Regions from separate parts of the Mus musculus genome. Here regions 1 and 3 are each linked to region 2. A link is a contact called in public HiChIP or PLAC-seq and promoter capture Hi-C data. All regions are on one chromosome and are shown on one strand. Each heading gives the region's core, a stretch centred on a gene start, on an enhancer-like site or on the middle of the called end of the contact. The rest is flanking DNA. Distances are from core to core; before and after follow the strand shown.

What was found. HiChIP or PLAC-seq counts read pairs in DNA pulled down with a chosen protein or histone mark. Capture Hi-C pulls out chosen DNA fragments and counts their contacts.
Region 1: a contact with region 2 is called in a promoter capture Hi-C map of pancreatic islet. The contact joins the promoter of Ak7 here to the promoter of Bdkrb2 in region 2. A contact is called at or near these places in 2 of 39 promoter capture datasets (embryonic stem cells and maxillary cranial neural crest), 1 of 484 Hi-C or Micro-C datasets (nephron progenitors), 1 of 115 datasets of contacts at active chromatin or transcription factors (embryonic stem cells) and 2 of 9 other capture datasets (adipose tissue and pancreatic islet).
Region 3: an H3K4me3 HiChIP or PLAC-seq map of embryonic stem cells shows a contact between it and region 2, with 12 read pairs. The contact joins the promoter of Papola here to the promoter of Bdkrb2 in region 2. A contact is called at or near these places in 3 of 39 promoter capture datasets (cranial neural crest, frontonasal cranial neural crest and maxillary cranial neural crest), 2 of 115 datasets of contacts at active chromatin or transcription factors (embryonic stem cells and extraembryonic endoderm stem cells) and 1 of 9 other capture datasets (adipose tissue).

What each region holds. Positions count from the first base shown.
Region 1 is chr12:105,703,806-105,707,436 of GRCm38.p6, forward strand. Ak7 (adenylate kinase 7) reads left to right here and starts at 2,177. Exons shown (of 18, transcript NM_030187.1): 1 at 2,177-2,461. The coding sequence starts at 2,360.
Region 2 is chr12:105,561,897-105,565,510 of GRCm38.p6, forward strand. Bdkrb2 (bradykinin receptor, beta 2) reads left to right here and starts at 1,276. Exons shown (of 3, transcript NM_009747.2): 1 at 1,276-1,352.
Region 3 is chr12:105,783,444-105,786,717 of GRCm38.p6, forward strand. Papola (poly (A) polymerase alpha) reads left to right here and starts at 1,254. Exons shown (of 22, transcript NM_011112.4): 1 at 1,254-1,471. The coding sequence starts at 1,464.

The sequences.
Region 1 (3,631 bases), core at 927-3,426, 140 kb after region 2:
TGGTAGCCCTGGCTGTCCTAGAACTCACTCTGTAGATCAGGCTGGTCTCAAACTGGGAGATCCCCCAACCTCTGCCTCTCGAGCGCTGGGATTAAAGGTGTACACCCCCAGTGGACCAGCTAAAAAGAATTTAACAATGCCATTTCTTCAGCTAATTTGTAGTTCTCTTAACATAGCCAGAATTTAATGGCGGGCACTTGAACTGGAGTGTGTGCTGTTAACTAGCTACACCCTCGACAGAGCTTCTGGAGCTCCGTGAGTTCCCTCAAAGATAACTCTGTATTCGTTGCAATGCAAGGGGAGAATCCAGGCCTGGAGTTGTAGCTCAGGAGAGCTCATACTTAGATGTGCAACATCCCTGCATTGACACCCAGCACACAGAAAAAAAGAGACAAGAAATGGATGTGAGCTGAAAAGTTTGTGCTAGTCTGTCTGCTCTGAGTGTGTCCATGAAGAGAGCAGAGGCTTTATCTCCCATAATGACATGCCCACCTTCCCTCCTGCTCTGCTGAGCCCAAGCGCTTCCCACATAGCAAGTCAGCTGCTGGCTCTGTGACTACCCTCAGTGCTTTCTATGCAGGATGCCCTGTGCTCCCTCCAGTGTTCAGGGGCAAAACCTGCTGCTTGGTTCATATTAGGAATAGAGGAGGAAACTAGTTTGGGAATGGGCCACATTGACTTCGGAACTCTCCCTCTAAGCTCCCCCTGCCACCACCCTGGTATATTAGGTATAGCATTGCTGAGGCTTGCACTGATGAAAAAACTTGAGTAGCCACTGGGGCAGAATGGTCTTCTAGGACTTTGCAGTACTTAATAAAAGGCACCACACACAGTTGGTAGTAACATGCATGCACAGGAAAGAACTAATGGAATGATACAGCAGTTGCTATAATATAATCAATATAATCAATATAACCAATAGGCACACAATGGCTCAGCAGTCAAGAGCACTGGCTGCTCTTGCAGAAGACCTGAGAGTGGTGCCTCATAGCTCTCTGTTATTCCAGTTCCAGGGATCCAACGTCTCTTTTGGTCTTGGATGCCACCAGGAAAACATGTGACACAGAGACATTCATGCAGGCAAACACACGTACACATAAAAATAAATATTTAATTTCTATATATGCATGCATATTTGCATAAAATACGTTCATGTATTTAGATTTAACAAGTTAGTGTTTAAAACTATTTCAGTGCAGTCGGACCCTTCCAACAAAACAAGCCGGTTGTTTCATAACACACCACAACTTTTGATGAAAACAAAATACACATTGTTTATTGCATTAATGTATTTGTGGAAGAGGGGTGTGTGTGCCAGGGCACATGTGTAGAGGACAGCTTGCTGGAGCCCGGTCTCTTTGGGACAGAGGGATGGAACTCACGTTGTAAGGCTTGATGGCACCTCCTTCACCCTCCGAGCAAGAGGTGGTTTATTTCAGCAACTGCACGAGTATTCTCATTTGTAAAGAAGACCCAGAGCTTAAACGGTCTGAGTGTAAACTTCATGATTGTGTGTGAATTCCTGGTCACAAAGTCCCTCCAGGCACCTCCACCAAATCCCCAGGCAGGGTGGTAAGGGGGGAGGGGGCATCTGAAAATGCTTAGGAAAGACAATCTGGGAAGAAAAATCTCAATTGAGAAGATGCCTCCATAAGAATGGCTTACAGGCATGTGTATGGGGCATTTTCTTCATTGATAGAAGACCCAGATCACCGTGAGCATCCTGCCCTTGATCCTGAGTTCTCTTAAGAAAGCAGACCGAGCAAGCCCGTAAGCCACGTTCCTCCAAGGTCTTTGCTTCCGTTCCTGCCTCCAGCCAGGTTCATGCCTTCTGCCCTGGCTTCCCTGGATGATGGGTCTACAACCTGTTAGTTTTGGTCTGGTACTCTCACAGCAATAGAAAGCAAACTAGTCAAACCCCTAAGCCAGTAGAACCCTGTGCACCAAGCAGCTACTGGGCAGTACAGGCTGTGGTGGTGGGCTCTCACGCTGTGGTCCTTGACCCCAAAACTCGTGACATCTGCTTTTCTTTACAGTAGAGAAATTGTTTACCCAAGCAGAGCGTCCTACAGGAGATGTGCCGAAGGCAGTTAGACAGTTCTCCAGGGAGATCAGCCCCGCCCTTTAGGACACGCCCCGGCCAGACCCGTGCCACGCCCCCAACGGACCCTCCCCCAGAGCTGCACCCTATCCAGAGCCCTCACCACAGGACACGCCCCGCCCAAAAGCAAGCCACACCCCTCCGAGAGTCCGAGCCTCGCCTCAGGGAGCCTGACCCTTTCAGCCTTCCAAAGCCCAGCCTCTCCTCCTTAGCAACCGACAGGACTCTTTCACCTTAGCAACTACTACAGCTTCCACCATGGCTGAAGAGGAAGTTCCTGCGACCACCGAAAAAGTTCTGAAGATACAGAGGGTATTCATAAACCATCTGGACACCTATAGCAGCGGAAACATAGGAAAGGTGAGCGGTGACCCGAGCCAAACTGGCCCTCAACCCTCAGTGTGTGTCCCTGATCTATCTCCACAGCAAAGGCCTGCATCACTGGCTGTTAGGAGCCTCCCCGGGGGAAGAAGATTCCAATCCTAGCACATCAGTGCCTCCAGGACCTGTCCCTAAGCAGGCTTGACCCATGTTCCTTCCTAATAACGCAGGTGTTTTGGCTATGGTGAAAATGAGGCTCAAGAGAGGAAAGGGCTTGCACAAATCATAGGTATTATGGGCGGGACCTGGAGCACACAACGCGTAAGTCCCGCCATTATGTCATCCAGGAAACATCCATCTAGCGTTTTTAAGCATCTGTTTTGTGCTAGGCACAATTTCTGACCAGGTCCCATTAAGCTTCCTTACTTCCAGGAAAGTTATGGAGATGACTTAGCAGGAGACCTTACTTGAGACACAAGTGTGAGGACCTGAGGTCTGACCCCCATCATCTATGGAGAAAGTGAGCAAGTAGTATTCTACCTCTAGCGTAAACACACACACACACACTCACACACACACACACACACACACACACACACACATGATCCCAAGAGAGAACCTAGGAGCTGTCATTCTAAATTGTTCATCCAAAGACAGTCATGTTTTAGGGGCTGGAGACCCAGGTTCAATTCCCAGCACTCATATGGCAGTCCAGATTGTCTGTAACTCCAGTCCAAGATGATCTGATGCCTCTTTTTTGGCTTCTGGCGGCACACTGCATGCACATGGCACACACACACACACACACACGCCCTCACAAACACACACACATGCACATAAAATAAAAATAAATCTTAGCACACACCTGCAGAGGCCCTGCCATTGAGGACTCTGGATCCGTTGGGTTGAGGAATCTGCCAGCTTGTGGGAAGTCAAAGGTAATGAGGTACCCTCACCCTCGCTGCACTGCTAATTAAGTAGCAGAGGGGATTAGAACTCAGGCTTCCTGCCTCCCAAGATGGTTAAAAATGAGTGTGGAAACAAACCCCCTAGTGACTCATTAAAGCAAATCACCAGATGACCAGTTGTGGCATAATTAAATTCTGGCGTGGATTATCAAGGGGTGGTGGCCTGCTGGACGGCTCTACAACTGTAGCACTGGGATAGGCAGAAAGGGGTGGGAATGGAAGCTCATGTTCTCCACTGGAC
Region 2 (3,614 bases), core at 26-2,525:
ACGGAGTCTGTCACTCCAGACCAACCAGCACTCTACAGAATGAGGGCAAGATAGTGGGGCTTTGGGGGAGGGGGGGCATTGTTCTTGGTTTTGAGTCTGCTTCCCAATATGGAGAGCTAAGCAGACCTCTGACTCTAGACCCTGCAGCCTTGGTTTCTGTGAATCACCACTCAGCTTCTGTCTGCTCTGCAAAGCTCATGAAGGACCCTTCCCTTGTGACCCTTCAGGGCTGTGGTGGTTTCCCCTGCACGAGTGGGTAGGCACACAGCATCATCTTAGCCAGATCACAGGCTCACTCACCCAAGTGGACCAGAGGTCCCATGCCTCGGAAGCTCCCTGTGGTCAGACAGGCCAGAGGTGCAGATGGGGCAATGGGACACTCAGGTCACAAGAGCTTTGACTCATTTCAGTCAGTCTGAAGCCAAGACAGGGTTGGATTCACGACCTCTGCCGCTGCCCCATCCCTATTTGGTCAGGGACAGGGGGACAGCTGCTGGAGCTCTGTCTGTGTGCATTCCTGGAACCCTAGGCTCTCTCTGGACTGGTCTCTGATCTTCCCTGCATCCTCCTCTCATCTGGAGAGGAAAGCGCAATGGGTCTTTAGCAGATCTTCAAAGAAAATGAAAAAAGACAGAGCTTAGAAGGAGAGGAAGAAACTGCTTCTAAATTCCCCAGAGGAAGTCCCGTATCTGGCAGGGGCCAGCACACAGCTCACTCAAGGACTTGGCCAGCAGTGTGTCCCTTGTCTGAGTTGTATCCTAGTTTCTGCCTCAGCACCCCTGGGAGTTGTGCACGGCCAAAGCAAAATAAAAAACACGTTCAGAAACCCTCCATCCCAACTGGCTGCCTTCTATTTACATCCTCTGTAAATGCCCACTGTTTGCACCTAAAACTCAGGAGCAAAACAATCACTTCAGGAGACCCTGTCACGGTAAACAGTGTTGTGTTAAACACAGGCATTCACGTGGTCTCCGTGGCTGTTCGAGCTGCAGGGGAAACATTTACCAGCCTAGGCTCCGGGACCCGACCATGGTCTGCACCCACGGGGGACAACCTGTGGCCATCCTGATTTGGCCTCCGCAGCTAGGAGGTCCAAAAGCACCACCGCTAAGAACTGCTGCTGATCCCGGAGGGAGCCTGGAGCTGATCTGGACTAGAGGTGGAGGGGGGAGGTGCCCAGGAGAGTGATGACATCACCGGCCAGCCCTTGAAAGATGAGCTGTTCCCCGTGCCACTCCAGCTTCGCTCCTCAGGGGAGTGGATAGTAGGGCTGTTGGGAAGGCGTGTCAGGCAGCCGCTGAACCTGGACCGAGGGACTCCCTACAACACAGAACCGGCTCGCTTGAGAAAAGGTGAGTTTCCGGCATGGGCTCGTTAATGGAGAGCGCAACTATCCCAGCTGAAATTGAGTCTCGGGGAACTGGAGGAAGATTCCTTCCTCCCCTAGGTCTGAGAAATGAAGCGAGGAAGGATTACAGATGCTTACAGGCAGGGGGTTTGCCTTGCCTGTTCCAGCTCATCTTTTCCCTGTGAGCGACCAGTGGTTTGAGTTTTATAGGTTTCATGTAGACACCATGGGCTAAAGGAGTGAGCGCCAGGCAGCAGGACAGGTGTCCAGAGTCCGGCTTTTTATTCACTGAGCCACTGATGGTATTTTGTGACCCCCGGAGAGTCGCTGTCACGTCTCTAGGCCTTGTTTTCTCTGTCTGCAAAGTGTTTGGCGGAGATTAATACAGAAAGGAGACTTTGTCTGTTGCGCCTCATCTGGGCCAGTGGTGGCAGCTTTAATCCACAAATACTTAGTGTCCCCTGCCCTGTTCTTCCATCAAGGTAGTGCTTATGGGTGAGCTTGGTGTGTTGTCTTGGGTTCAAATCGCAGCTCCGCTTTTACCCCATGGGTAACATAGTTGGCGAAGATTTTATATCTCGGGACCAGGGCCACAAAGAAGACTCGGCGGCTCCTTTTAATGCAGACAGAAATGCGATCTCCCCACGGCGGCGCGGCGCGCCACGTGTGCAATTTGCGTTACCCAGGTTGCTGGTTGGTAGCTCCGTGGCCTCTGTGTTGGGTGCAGCAGTGATGCTCGCGGGTTAGGCAGGTTAGAATGCGCCTTCCTGAGTCACAGGCTGCCTGTGGCTCTCTCCAGCCCTCCACAGGAAGCAGGAGCTCTGCCGAGTGTGGGTGTGGTGCCATGCCAGACACAACTCCTGGCCCTTCTGTGTCAGAGAAGGGCTTGTAGAGAATCTGGTCCCCCGCTGTGCCCTAACAGCAGTGTGGGTGTTGGGAACACCCCCACAGTTGTGAGACTCGGGAGCGGAGTTTGCTGTTTTCCTCCGCTTGGATCGGGGCAGGGGCAGGCAGGAAAGGGGGGCTGGAGAAAATATTAAAAGTGGAAAAACTCCTGTGCTTGCCTGGCAGTGGACCCTAGGAGTCCATGACAGCTCTATCCTGAACTTGCGCACTGCCGCTTGATGTGTTAGGGGGGAAAGAAAAATCCCCTGTAATCACACCCTGCAAGGCCCCCAGCACAGATGGGGAAACTGAGTCTGGAGAAGGTCACAACTTCACCAAGTCCTTCTTACATTGCCAAGGGACTCCCATAACTTCATGGGAGGCGGGCTGTGTCACCTTTAAAAAAATGAAAAGATGGATTGACTGAGCCTGTGTAAGGATGCTGCTCCAAGCAAACGGGATCAAACCCAGAATAACTGGACCGTCTGACTTCTGCTAACACAGTGACTGGCTGGACAAGAATTTCAGGGTGTCTTAGAGTGACATTAGGGCTACCCTTCTCTGCTGCTCAGGTGTGGCCTGTAAGGGACCACATGGGTCGAGGGAGAGTCATATAGATTGCCAAGGGGGCTCGGCTTCCAGAATGAAGGTGGGACCCGCACCTCTATATCTCAATCATGGGATGGACAGTTGACTGCTTTAGAACTGGGCCCCATAGCCGCTATTTGCTGAATACATGAATAAAGGTTTGCTGAATGGACAGCTGCAGTGCTCACACTGAGAGCACTGAGAACACACGGCCTGATGTCAAGTTAAAGCAGCTGGTTTGGGAAGCTGACATTGTGAGCACCCCGTGACATGCTGGAGAAAGCGCATAAAGTCTATGATGATACACATAGGGTCAGGAGGGATGGGGTGGGTTAGATGAGAACCCTTTGAACTTTCCCCTTTCGTTTTCTGTGAACCTAGAGCTGTTCTCAGGGAAAGCTCGTGGATCAGGTGGGTCTGTGTTTTGCTTTAAGAAGTCAAAGGCCGTGGGTCAAGGCATAAGAACCCACTGACACCAGAGACTCTAGTGATCACTTGCAGCACGTGGTCCTTGGCCCAGGAATCCCCAACCATAAACAATTGCCTTGGTGTGCATGCTGGGGCCAGTGTGCATCTCAGGATCAGGAAGATGGTTGTTGCCCATGGTCTGGTCCATCACAGGAGGGCTCTAAGCCAGCGATCCTCTCCTCATGTGGTGGTAACCAGCTTCCCCAGAGCCACAGCATATGTACTGTTGTTATGAGCTGTATGAGTCAGCTCTCCTTGGCCGGAATGTCCTCGGCCCTTCACCTGCCCTCTGAGAAAGGGGTCACATGGTAAGCTTTCCTGATTT
Region 3 (3,274 bases), core at 4-2,503, 220 kb after region 2:
GGATGGGGAGGGAGCTTTAGGAGTGAAAGGAAGCCCTAAGTGCAGGGGACCTCCAAAAGCTTCTTTCTTTTTTTTTTTTTTTTTTTTTTTGGTTTTTCGAGACAGGGTTTCTCTGTGTAGCCCTGGCTGTCCTGGCACTCACTTTGTAGACCAGGCTGGCCTCGAACTCAGAAATCCGCCTGCCTCTGCCTCCCGAGTGCTGGGATTAAAGGCGTGCGCCACCACGCCCGGCCAAAAGCTTCTTTCAAGAAGCTATGAGAAGGAAAAGGAATAGTTGGGCCTTTCTAATGATTACTCAGAACAGAATGGTGAGTGTACCCAGCCAAACCCCGTAAGAAGTGTGCCAGGGGCTGGAAATTTTAGGAAGGAAAAATACATTATCTTAAGATGAACCCAGCATACTAGGAATGGCTCCTTTTTCTGAGTATGGTCCAGTAACCCGAACTTCACCTGCCCAACTGCATTAACTCTTCAGCACAGAGACAAGGTCATAGTCACACCCAGAAGTATATTCCAATCTATCACATAAAATTGGTAGTGGTGTTTCACACCTGTAATGTCAACACTCAGGAGGTGGAGGCAGGAGGATCAGAAACTAAGGGCTAGTAGCTTCATGGGAGCCTGTCTTATAAAACAAACAAGAACAACAACAACAACAACAACAAAAAACCCGCCAAAACCCCAAAGGTTACTGTCAATTTTATTAAATTATTGCCTTGGTCCGGAATCCCCTGCCCTGCACATTTGGCATGAGAAGCACAGGTCTGGGCAACACAGATGCAGAGGGTCATCGTCAGGGGAGGGGATCCACGGCCACACTTCTGGGACAGGCTCTGTACTGGGCTCTAACACATTTAAGTCCTCACTCACATCGATGTTTAAAAAGCAGTTCTCCCACGCAGCGGAGGTGCAACTGGCACCGAACAGCTCTCGGTTCCAGGCATCCCCCGCGCTTGGGCTGCCCCGCACGTGGCGCCCGCTTGGGCCGCGCCCCCTTCTCATCGCTGCCACGGCTGCGTCACTCTCATTCGCCAGGACGGCGTCGCCAAGCGAATGAACTACAGCCTCTCGCTCGGAGCCTCCCGCACCCATCCCACGCTCTACCACGAAAGCGTGAGATCACCGGGGGGGGGGGGGGGGGGGGGGAGGGGGAGAAGCGCCGCTTCACGCCGAGAACTACATTTCCCGTCAGGTCTTGCGGCGTCGCGCAGCGCGCGCGCAGGCGCGCGCTCGGTGTGCGTGGCGGCGTCAGCGGTTCTAGAACGTTGCTGTGGTAGCGCTCGGGCGCCATGTTAGGACGAAGGGGAAGGAGGAGAAGCGCTTAAAGCGGCGGGGCACGGGTGCAGGACTGGGTTGGCCCCGGGGCTGAGGTAGGCTGCCGTCCTTCCCGCCTCGGTGGATCATGCCCAGGACGGCAGCGGTCGCGGGGGGGAAGTGACTGGGCGGTGCCGGCGCCGGAGACGATGCCGTTGTAAGTGATTGGCGTGCTGAGTGAGGCGCACGCCGGCCGGGCCCCGGGGGTGGCGGAGGGGGAGGGGAGGCGCACGGGCGCCCCGGGCCGCGGCTTCCGGCCCCTCGGGCGCGGGGCCCCCGCAGGATCCCCAAGCGGAACGGCGCCCGGCGCGGACTGGCGGGCCGCGGCTCCCGGGTTCCTTCCTGTCCCGGTTTCACCATGGCGCCGTCCAGCCCCCTAGTTCCCCACTTCCGCTTCCCTCGGAGCGGGTGAGGAACCGGGGCCGGGAGGGAGCAGGCCGCGCTGGCGGCCCGGGGGCAGCTTCCGGAACGGCGGGCTGCGGGGCGGCGCCGTCCCTGCTTTGTTGTGACTAGGCAACCTGGCTTCGGCGCGCTACCTGATCGCTCCCGCCCTTGGGTCACTTGTGTTGTGATTGCGAGTGTACGCTTTGAGCTAATTCACTTAGGCCTTCTAATGTCGCTAGGTCTACTTTACACACTTGACCGTGATTTTTCTTTACTTAATTTCCCCCCTCCCCCCTTTTCTCCTAAGAAAGATATTTGGAAACCGGTTGTTGGGATTCGAAAGTAGATGAGGGTTTTATGTTCCAACTAACCTATCTTGGCGAAAAGGCTTTAGGTCGTGCGACTGCTTTTCTTCCAAACAAGAGAGGCAGTTTTGGACGTAGCCTCAATGTGACAGATCTAGGGTTGTACTTACTAATTTAAAAATGGATTTCATGCGCTTTTCTTTCTCACACACTAGCTTGCTAGCTTTACTCGACCCTGATGTTTAGTCCAGAGACCTGTCAGCTGTATTTCTGTAGTGATAACATTTGTTGGGCTTAATTAACCACAAAGTTCCCTTTGACTCCTTATTCATGGAACAAGGGTAAAGGAGCACGAGAATAGAATCTATAAAGATGTTTGGTGTTTTTCAGTGGGGTTCAAGTAGATGTGAGTGAGTGAGGTGTTGTCACATGATGACCTTGTATTAGCTCATCCAGACTTTTTTCTGATACATCAGTGCTTAAAAAAAGATATGGTTGCACACTCTAAAGGGAAGGCTTCGGATTAGAAATGTTATCTTGTGTCTGGGAGTGAAGGTAGGAGGGAGAGTACAGGTTTCCTGCAGTTTTTATTTCAGTGCACTTCTGAAAGTGGAACGGTACAAGGAGGCTGCATGAGCACCGCACATGTCCAGGTCTATGCTTGAAGTTCTTCAGTCTATTTCCTTTAGGTTTAAAAAAATGGAGCCAAGACAGATGGACATGCACATGACCCCTTTTTTTTGTGTGTTTCATGGGATTTGAACTCTATAGCCAGTTTCTTACAAGCTGTTCTATCTCCATCCAGAGTGTACTGGGACTTTTAATCCAGGGAAACCCAAGACTGCCTGGCTGAGGAGGACAGGCCTGCCTTCCTCCTCATTACTTTGTTTCTTGAGGGCTCTGTCCCTGAGCTCACCTCTCCATGGGACGCCTTGTTCTTCTGTGTGCCAGCATCACTTGCCATGATTTTTACTTTTGATCTTTTGAATTGAGATTTCCTGGATAGTTTGTGTTTGGTATCCAGTGTGGGTTTTGGTGTGCCTGTTAAATTTAGACAATGTAAGTTGGGATTGAAGCATAGACAGTTCAGGTGAATGGTCAGAATGGACTGAGTCGTTACAAAACATTCTCAAAGGTATATGGTTTGTGTATAATTACATACATAATTTGGAAAATGCTGGTACCTTTTGATTGCCATAGTGGTGAAACTTAGAAAAGTTATGGAGGAAGCTAAAGCTTTTTAAAATACTTGAAATTTCTGCATTCTCCAT